Linked DNA regions of Zea mays: region 1 is linked to region 2. A link is a contact called in public Hi-C data. All regions are on one chromosome and are shown on one strand. The core of a region is the stretch at or near the end of the contact, and the rest is flanking DNA. Distances in the headings are between cores, read along the strand shown. Region 1 holds the start of LOC103647664 (protein argonaute 18). Region 2 holds the start of LOC103647660 (TVP38/TMEM64 family membrane protein YtxB).

Region 1 (3,670 bases), core at 290-2,789, 140 kb after region 2:
ACGACTTGTGGGTAAAGATGTGCAATCTCTGTAGAGTGTAAAACTGATATATGAGCCGTGCGTACTGTCAAGAGCGGTTCGGGCCTCTCGCATAGTTAAATTATAAAATTGAATTAAAACAGACATGCATTTTATTGTTGGTATTGTCTCTATGATCATTTATTTAACTAATACTTTATGTACTTACATTTAGTAATTGCTAATAAAATTTTGACCAACAAAATTTAAAAGTAATGATTAGCTTCACCTACATTACTTGGTAAGCCTTACATTGCACTTTTTTCTACAAATTTTGCTGAGTACACACCATAAATGTACTTACCCTTGCGGAATTTGTTGCTCAGAACTATAGATGGCCAGCCGGGCCGGGCTAAACGGGCCGGCCCGAAGCACGGCACGGCCCGTAGTGCCTGGGCACGGCACGACACGGCTAGTGTCGGGCCCGTGCCGGCACGGCCCGATAGGTAGTGCCGTGCCTGGGCCGAGCATCAGGCACGCTGGGCCGGCACGGGCACGGCACGATTAGCCCCTAGGCACGGTTAGGCACGATTATACATGATTAGATCCAAGCACGAGTAGTTAGCTGTGTGTTGTACTCTTTTTTCTTATATAGGGTTTTCTCACAAGGGTGAGTTTTTATCTAAATAGGTTTTTAATGAGTCAGCCATTGCACTAAACAGTTCAATATTAGCTATTTTAGTATGTTTTAACTGTGTTTGTGAATATCTGACTAAAATTCTGTGGTATAGTGCTAAACGGGCTAAACGGGCTAAACGGGCCGGCACGGCACGGCTAAGCAGGCTTAGTGCCGTGCTTGGGCCTGGCCTTAGGCACTAGTGCCGTGCCGGCACGGCACGGCTATTAAACGGGCTAAACGGGTCGTGCCCTAACCGTGTCGTGCCTGGCCGTGCCCGGGCCGGGCCGTGCCGTGCCGCCCATTTGGCCATCTCTACTCATAACCAAGTCACCAAGTCACCAAGAGGAAGACTACTATGATGAGTTCGAGCCTGTCGTCGCCACATCTTGTGATCGGGTTCGTCGTCACTGTAATCGTTGTTTAGTTTCCATTATTTAGTTAATTTTTGTAAAGACATTATGCTTATATAATAGAGTTTGTGACACTAGTTTGTACACTGAGTAATCATATGTGTAAAACTTCTGACACACATATGAAATATATTTAGGTTTATCTTTAAATCTGGTGTGATAGTTTTCATGAGAGAAATCTTGGTGTAGAGTGCAGTACTAAAAAAATTACAATCGTGTCAAAACCGTAGTATTCAAACACTATATCATAAAGTTCACCCAAACACCCAAACACTATATCATAAAATGCCTTTACAACCGACCCTAAACCGCGGAGGCATTCCATATTGTCCATAGAGATAAAGCGGCCAATCCGGGTCGTGGGTCGTGGCCAAGGGTGTGGAGGTGGTGCCATGGTTGCGCCGGAAAGACCTGGTGGGTCCGCGCCTGACGACTTGCTGAAGAATCGTTTCCTCCACACCTATATATTGGGCCCTGCGCTACACAGGCACTGGCGGCCTCCAGCACCAGTGTGGCAACACAACAGTATACAGAGCGCAGGGCGAACCACGTGACAGAGGAAGTCGTGCAGACGGCGAGGCAGCCCAACGGTTGTTCGGCCGGCCATTTCGCAATCTCTCCTCGCCGCTCATCCCTGAGCGCACGCAAAAGAAAGGTTGCCCATCGTTGCGCACCGGTTCTCTGTGCGACGTTTGTTTGTCTCTTTTAGGATCCTTTGGGGTTTTCTCTTCTTTCGAACGCGTTGAGTTCTTCTCTGTGCGACGCGGTCTGGGTTTGGGATCTAGTGCGGTGACTTCTCGTCTTCCTTGTCTGGCGACGATTAGAAAAGGACTCGCCCTCGCCATCGCCATCGCCATCGCCCGGTTGTTGCTTGGCTCTTTCTCTTTGTCTCGCACGGTCATTTCTTCTTGACACACTTCGGTTTCTTTTTTTTTTCTTTTGCTTCCTAGTTTGGACACAAGGTTTATTTGAAAAAGCGGGATTGTTGATCCCTACCTATGTGTTCCATTTCATATGTATATATTTTCTAATATTTTTGTAAAACGACTGTTGTGCGAAAAGATTGGGGTTTTGTGGCCTACCACATAGTCGTGGGCCTCGTGGGGTTTTAGATGACGAACTCCGCGTTGGTTTTCTGAGTCGTGGGGTTTTCGATGACGAATGGTGTTCTATATAAATAAAGTTTAATCATTTATGGAATTTATCATGCGAGCTAGCCTTCCTCTTCCGCGTTTCTTCTTGGAGATATTAACGTCAAATGGTGCAATGCGATTTTTTCCCCCATTGCCATTTGCCCCGCCTACGCCTTCCATCTTTATTTCCATCTCCCGTAACTCCGTTCCCTTCCTTTCTTTTCACGCCACTGTGGTTTTACTAGTAGCTGATCATGGCGCTCGTTCCTTTCCTAGGGACGTGAGTAGCTGCAATGGCGAGCCATCAGCGCGGAGGAGGTCGGGTTGGCGGCGGCGGCTGGGGTCAGGCGAACCCCAACGTTATTCAGGGCCAGGCGGGGCGGGGCTACGGCGGCGGTCGAGGTGGTCAGTACTACGGCGACGACAGCCGCGGTCGAGGTGGTCAGTACTACGGCGACGACAGCGGCGGACGTGGCGGCGGCAGGGGCGGTGGTCGTGGCTTCGACGGCCGCGACGGCGGCGGATACCAGGAAGGTCGTGGCGGGGGCCGCGGCGGCGGCGGATACCAGGAAGGGCGTGGCGGGGGCCGCGGCGGCGGCAGATACCAGGAAGGACGTGGTGGTGGCCGGGGTGGCGGCGGCTACTACTATGAAGGACGTGGCGGGGACCGTGGTGGCGGCGGCTACTATGGAGGACATGGTGGGGGCTACCAGGAAGGCCGTGGCGGGGGCCGAGGTGGTCGCGGCTACCAGGGACAGGGAGGCAGCGACTACGGCCGCGAGCGCGGGCATGGCGGCCTACAAACCCCACGTCCTGCTCTGCGCCAAGCCGGTCCGCCCCTCGCGGACCGCTACGCGGCCGACGCAGCCGCGTTGAGGGACAAGTTCAAGACGATGGACATTCACCGCGACGAGCCCATGTTTCCAGCGCGCCCGGGCTTCGGCGCCGTGGGGACGCCGTGCGTCGTCAAGGCCAACCACTTCTTTGTCGGCCTCGTCGAAAAGGGCCTGCACCACTACGACGTAAGGCCGCCGCCGCACCGCGTTGTCAGTCATGGCCTTCATCTGATCACCGTTGCCCACCATTGCTATGGTTGTTGTGTGTTTCTGCAGGTGGCCATCTCACCAGAGACGACGCTAAGGGGCATATACAGGCAAGTCATGTCGAAGCTGGTTTCCGAGAACCGGCAGACCGAGCTTGGCGGCCGCCTGCCTGCATACGACGGGCAGAAGTCACTGTTCACCGCCGGAGAGCTGCCCTTCAAGACCAAGGAATTCGTTGTCACCTTGTCTGGCAGGATGGAAAGGAGGTACAAGGTGGTGATCAAGCATGCCACGGCGGTCAGCCTCGACCAGCTGTTGATGCTCATGGCAGGGTACCCAACGGACATCCCGGCGCAGGCGCTGCAGGTGCTTGACATTGTGCTGCGTGACATTGTGCTCAACGAACGCAACACCATGGAGTAAGTACTTAGCTTGGGTTTATTTTAT
Region 2 (3,928 bases), core at 482-2,981:
CGTATCTCCTCGTCGCTCTCCGCCCCTGGGGTGCCATGCGGGGCAGGGCAGTAGCAACATCAGCTGATTAACCAGCAACGGGTTGGGCGCGGCACCTACCTCCTTTCGTGAGGTTGTTGCAAGCGGAGCTGGAGGAGCGCTCGCTGCTGGAGGGGAGCGAGCTCGTGGTGCTCGTCTTCGCCTGCTGCTTCTCCTGCTCCTCATCTCCGCGTCGATCTTCTTCTCCTCCCGCGCGCTGCTCATCTCCTTCTCGCCGCTCCCCTCCGCGGCCTCCGCCGAGCCCCTCTTCGTCGAGGCCAATCTCCGCAAGCAGATGCGGGCCGAGGAGCGCCCCGCGCGGGGCGCCGTGCCCAGGACGGTGCTGCGCGGTTGTGGTGGGAGGGGTATGGCGGACTGCTTCCATCGCGCGTGGGAGGGTGCACAGGCAGGCGGGGGTACAGCAGGGCTGGCCGAGATTGTGGGGCATGGTCGAGATTAGCTGTTGTGGCGAGCGCGAGATCCGCGGGGGGCGAGATCCGCGGCGGAGCAGTGGGGCATGAGTGGAAGGGCAGGCGGGGGCTGGCGCGAGATCCGCGAGGGGCGACATCCGGGGCGGCGGGGAAGGGTGCCTGCTGATTGTTTCCATGCGGGTGCGTACGTCGGACAGATCGGCAGAACCGTGCACCAATCCACCTGTGGACGCCTACACTCCATACATAATTAGTAGTAGAGATTGCTTAGACCTGATTTAATGACCTGGGATCACGAGAGGATTTGAGGGGATTGAGAAAGAAATTAGTTCATTTCCCCCTCAATCCTCTTCAATCCTTCCGTGATCTTCCTGTCACCAAATCAATCCCCGGTGGCGTACAAAAAGCACGGGTGATGGTCGTGGATGAATGGGAAATCACCTCGTAACACACACAGACACTAATAATAGCTTTTCTTCTGTGGAGGTGAGGTGAAGCCTAAAAAAAACACGCCTTATGTCCCATCCACATCGTAGATAGCTTTTGCTCCAATCAACTATCATACTTTGAACCCATTAGCGCTCCACATTATCTCTTGCTTTTTTTATCGCCATCGGTATCCAACAATATACATGGTGCATATGTACAATGTTCACGTACAAGCATTGCATGGTTAGCCTGGTCTGTTGAAAAGTTGGGTTTTTTTTTTTATGCCGGGTCTTCATTTTCACTTAGAAATGGTTTCCCAATACGGCTACTCCTAAAAGCAGCGTAGAACACAAAGAACGACAACAAATCCAAACTGCGATTTTAAACGCACAAAGATGATACGTACCACGATACTTAGACTATGTCCATCAGTTTCTCTATCATATTTCTTATCTCGCTTCCTGCTTTCAAACCAACTGATCGTGCATATAACTACGAAGAACACGATTTTACATTGTTTATATATTGAAGCTTAAAATAGAAGGTAAAGATGAGTAAGCTGCTAGATAGCCTAAATACTAAAGAAATGAGTGATTCCGCTATTTTTTAAAATTTAAATTATAGAATATTTTGAATTCATAAATACATACTATTCTTCACTATACACCCGATACACATAATGTATTGAAAATTTGGATATCTTAACGAAGTACTTGGTACCACAAAGATTTTTCTTCACAAATAATGATGATAATGCGTTTACACAACTACCTGAACATTGGAGAGCAAAAATCTGCACAGTATACAATACAACCACTAGAGGGCGAAAACGTCATTCAGCATTATCCTCACACCCATTTCCGCAAATTTTTGCACCTAAAAAGTCTACTCGGAGAAATACTACGTACTCCCACCTCACCTCCCTTCCCTTCCCCTCTCCGAGTCCGCTCTCCGCTCCAATGCCGTTGCCTCTCTCCTCCACCTGCTTCTTCTCATAAACGCTTCCGGCCTCCCGGAGTCCCGGACACAAACCCTAGCATTCAACCACGCCGAGCTCGCCGGAACAAGCCCAACCCGAGCCCAATCCCGCTCGGGCCCCAGCCGATCCGACGGCTCCTCACCAGCACAATCCGGGGTACCCCGCGGATGCTAGCCTGATCGGGTCCCCACGGTCGATGGGTTCGCCCGGGTCCGCCAATGGCAGACGCGGCGACTATGTGAGGATCCCGGAGGAGGCGGAGGTGGCGTCCAAGGGGGAGGGAGATGCCGCGGCGGCCGTCAAGGCGGCCGCGGCGGCGGAGTGCCCTAGGGTGCTGCGGTGCAGCGCGATCCGGTGGTGGGCCAAGGTCGCCGTGCTCGGGATCGTCCTTGCTGGGGCCGGAGCTGCCGCGGTCGTCTTCCTCGGCCCGCTCCTTATCAAGAAGGTACGTGTTTTCGCCCTGCACCTCCTGCCCCCCCTCTCCGCCGGCGCCTCCTTTGAGGGGATTGTTTGCATCACGGATCGTGCGGGAAGTCCTCGCGAACGCGAGATCTTTCCTATCACTTATCAGTTCTGCTCCCGCGTTGTCTGTCGAATCGTCGGTTGCGATGCGGTTTCGATTTGTGCAGGAGTGCTTGGATATTTGTTGATACATTTGGTTTGTTTGTGGTAGAAACATTTTCCATTTTTTGTTTGTATTGTTACATATATGTTTTTTTTTGTGGCTAGCTCGTGAGAATAGGTGAGATGACTAATTTCCCTTTTAGCAATATTACCAGCAGAAGGATGATGTTGTCAAAGGATCTCAATCTGAACCAGAGCTTAGAGTACCAATAGATTTTGTTGAGATATCAATTTTGAAGATGAGTGGGACCATATGGATGTCGTTGTCGAAGAGCGTATTTAGCATTATTCCCAGCTGGAATACAGCAGGAGAAATCCTTTGCTAATTCTCGAAGTTTTGACATCGGTCAATGCCTACCACTGTTATTTAGTGGTCCAATATGTGGGGTCTGCAGGCATGGTGCTCTGGACCTCCAGTAGTGAATGTGTTTCCACCAAAAGGTGGATGGGTAGGAATAGTCTCACAAACCAACTGGTTCTTGATATTTCTGGATGTTAAGATGTGGTACAGAATTGCAGTGGACCTTATTGTGAGGGACATCATGGCTAAATATTTTGGTGGATTTTTAATTAAACAAACCCACTCTGGTTGCGGAAGTTCGTGTTCACAACAAGCAACTTGACATCGAAGTGATACCTGGAACAAGTACAGCTTGTGCTGCCGTTTGGGCTCTGGACCCACTTGTTGTGGTCTAAGCAAACTCTGCTGTGAAAGCTATTCCCCAGAAGTAGTTGGTAGAAATACTTTTCCATTTTCTGGCCATGCTCCTGTTATGATGTTTAACTTCCCGAGAAATACTTCACAAGGCTTTTTTGGGCAATATGTTTTGATTGGATGTTGATGTTGGTGTAGTTGGTGATAATATTTTGCTAGCTTATTTTATTGTAGTGTTCAAGGATCTTAATATATATATTACGACACAGAATATTAATTCATCTCTTCGGAAGTCAATTCTTTTGGATGTCTACATCGCATTGAGGGTATTATATTATTGAGTAGAGTACACTTAAAACTGTGACAGTGTGATACGACTCTTGGGGGGAAAATACTGCCCCAATGAGCCATAGCTGTCTGTTAATTCTAATCATTGCCTGTGATTGGCCTTTATATATAAGATATGAACTGATGCTTCATCTGTTCTTGCACTTCACCATAATTTGACTGCAATGATATGGTAATGCTATTGGCTGTGATATTTCTGGTTATAAAAAGGATTGAAATTGTTTTCAAATTAATGTTTACAACTCTACAGCCAATTACTAACTAAACTTTGTTATCCCTTCCAAAGGTTTAGAATATTAGGTCAGATCAGACGCTTATATGTATAATAAGTCAATAGCACGTGCAAGGAGCAGCTGTAAGGTATGCGCTTGTGGACACTACTTGTTTGCGTCACTCCAAAGTAAATTATGTGAGATAGTAATCTAGGGAAGTTTGTTATCATCT

Evidence for each region. A called contact is a pair of places that touch in the nucleus more often than the background predicts.
Region 1: a contact with region 2 is called in a Hi-C map of leaf, with 5 times the contacts expected there. The contact joins the promoter of LOC103647664 here to the promoter of LOC103647660 in region 2. A contact is called at or near these places in 4 of 25 Hi-C or Micro-C datasets (ear, leaf, root tip and 1 more).

Annotation. Positions count from the first base shown.
Region 1 is chr2:205,485,806-205,489,475 of Zm-B73-REFERENCE-NAM-5.0, forward strand. LOC103647664 (protein argonaute 18) reads left to right here and starts at 1,540. Exons shown (of 22, transcript XM_008672165.3): 1 at 1,540-1,702; 2 at 2,457-3,202; 3 at 3,293-3,642. The coding sequence starts at 2,474.
Region 2 is chr2:205,340,664-205,344,591 of Zm-B73-REFERENCE-NAM-5.0, forward strand. It overlaps LOC103647660 (TVP38/TMEM64 family membrane protein YtxB), which reads left to right and starts at 1,732. Exons shown (of 4, transcript XM_008672161.4): 1 at 1,732-2,302. The coding sequence starts at 2,054.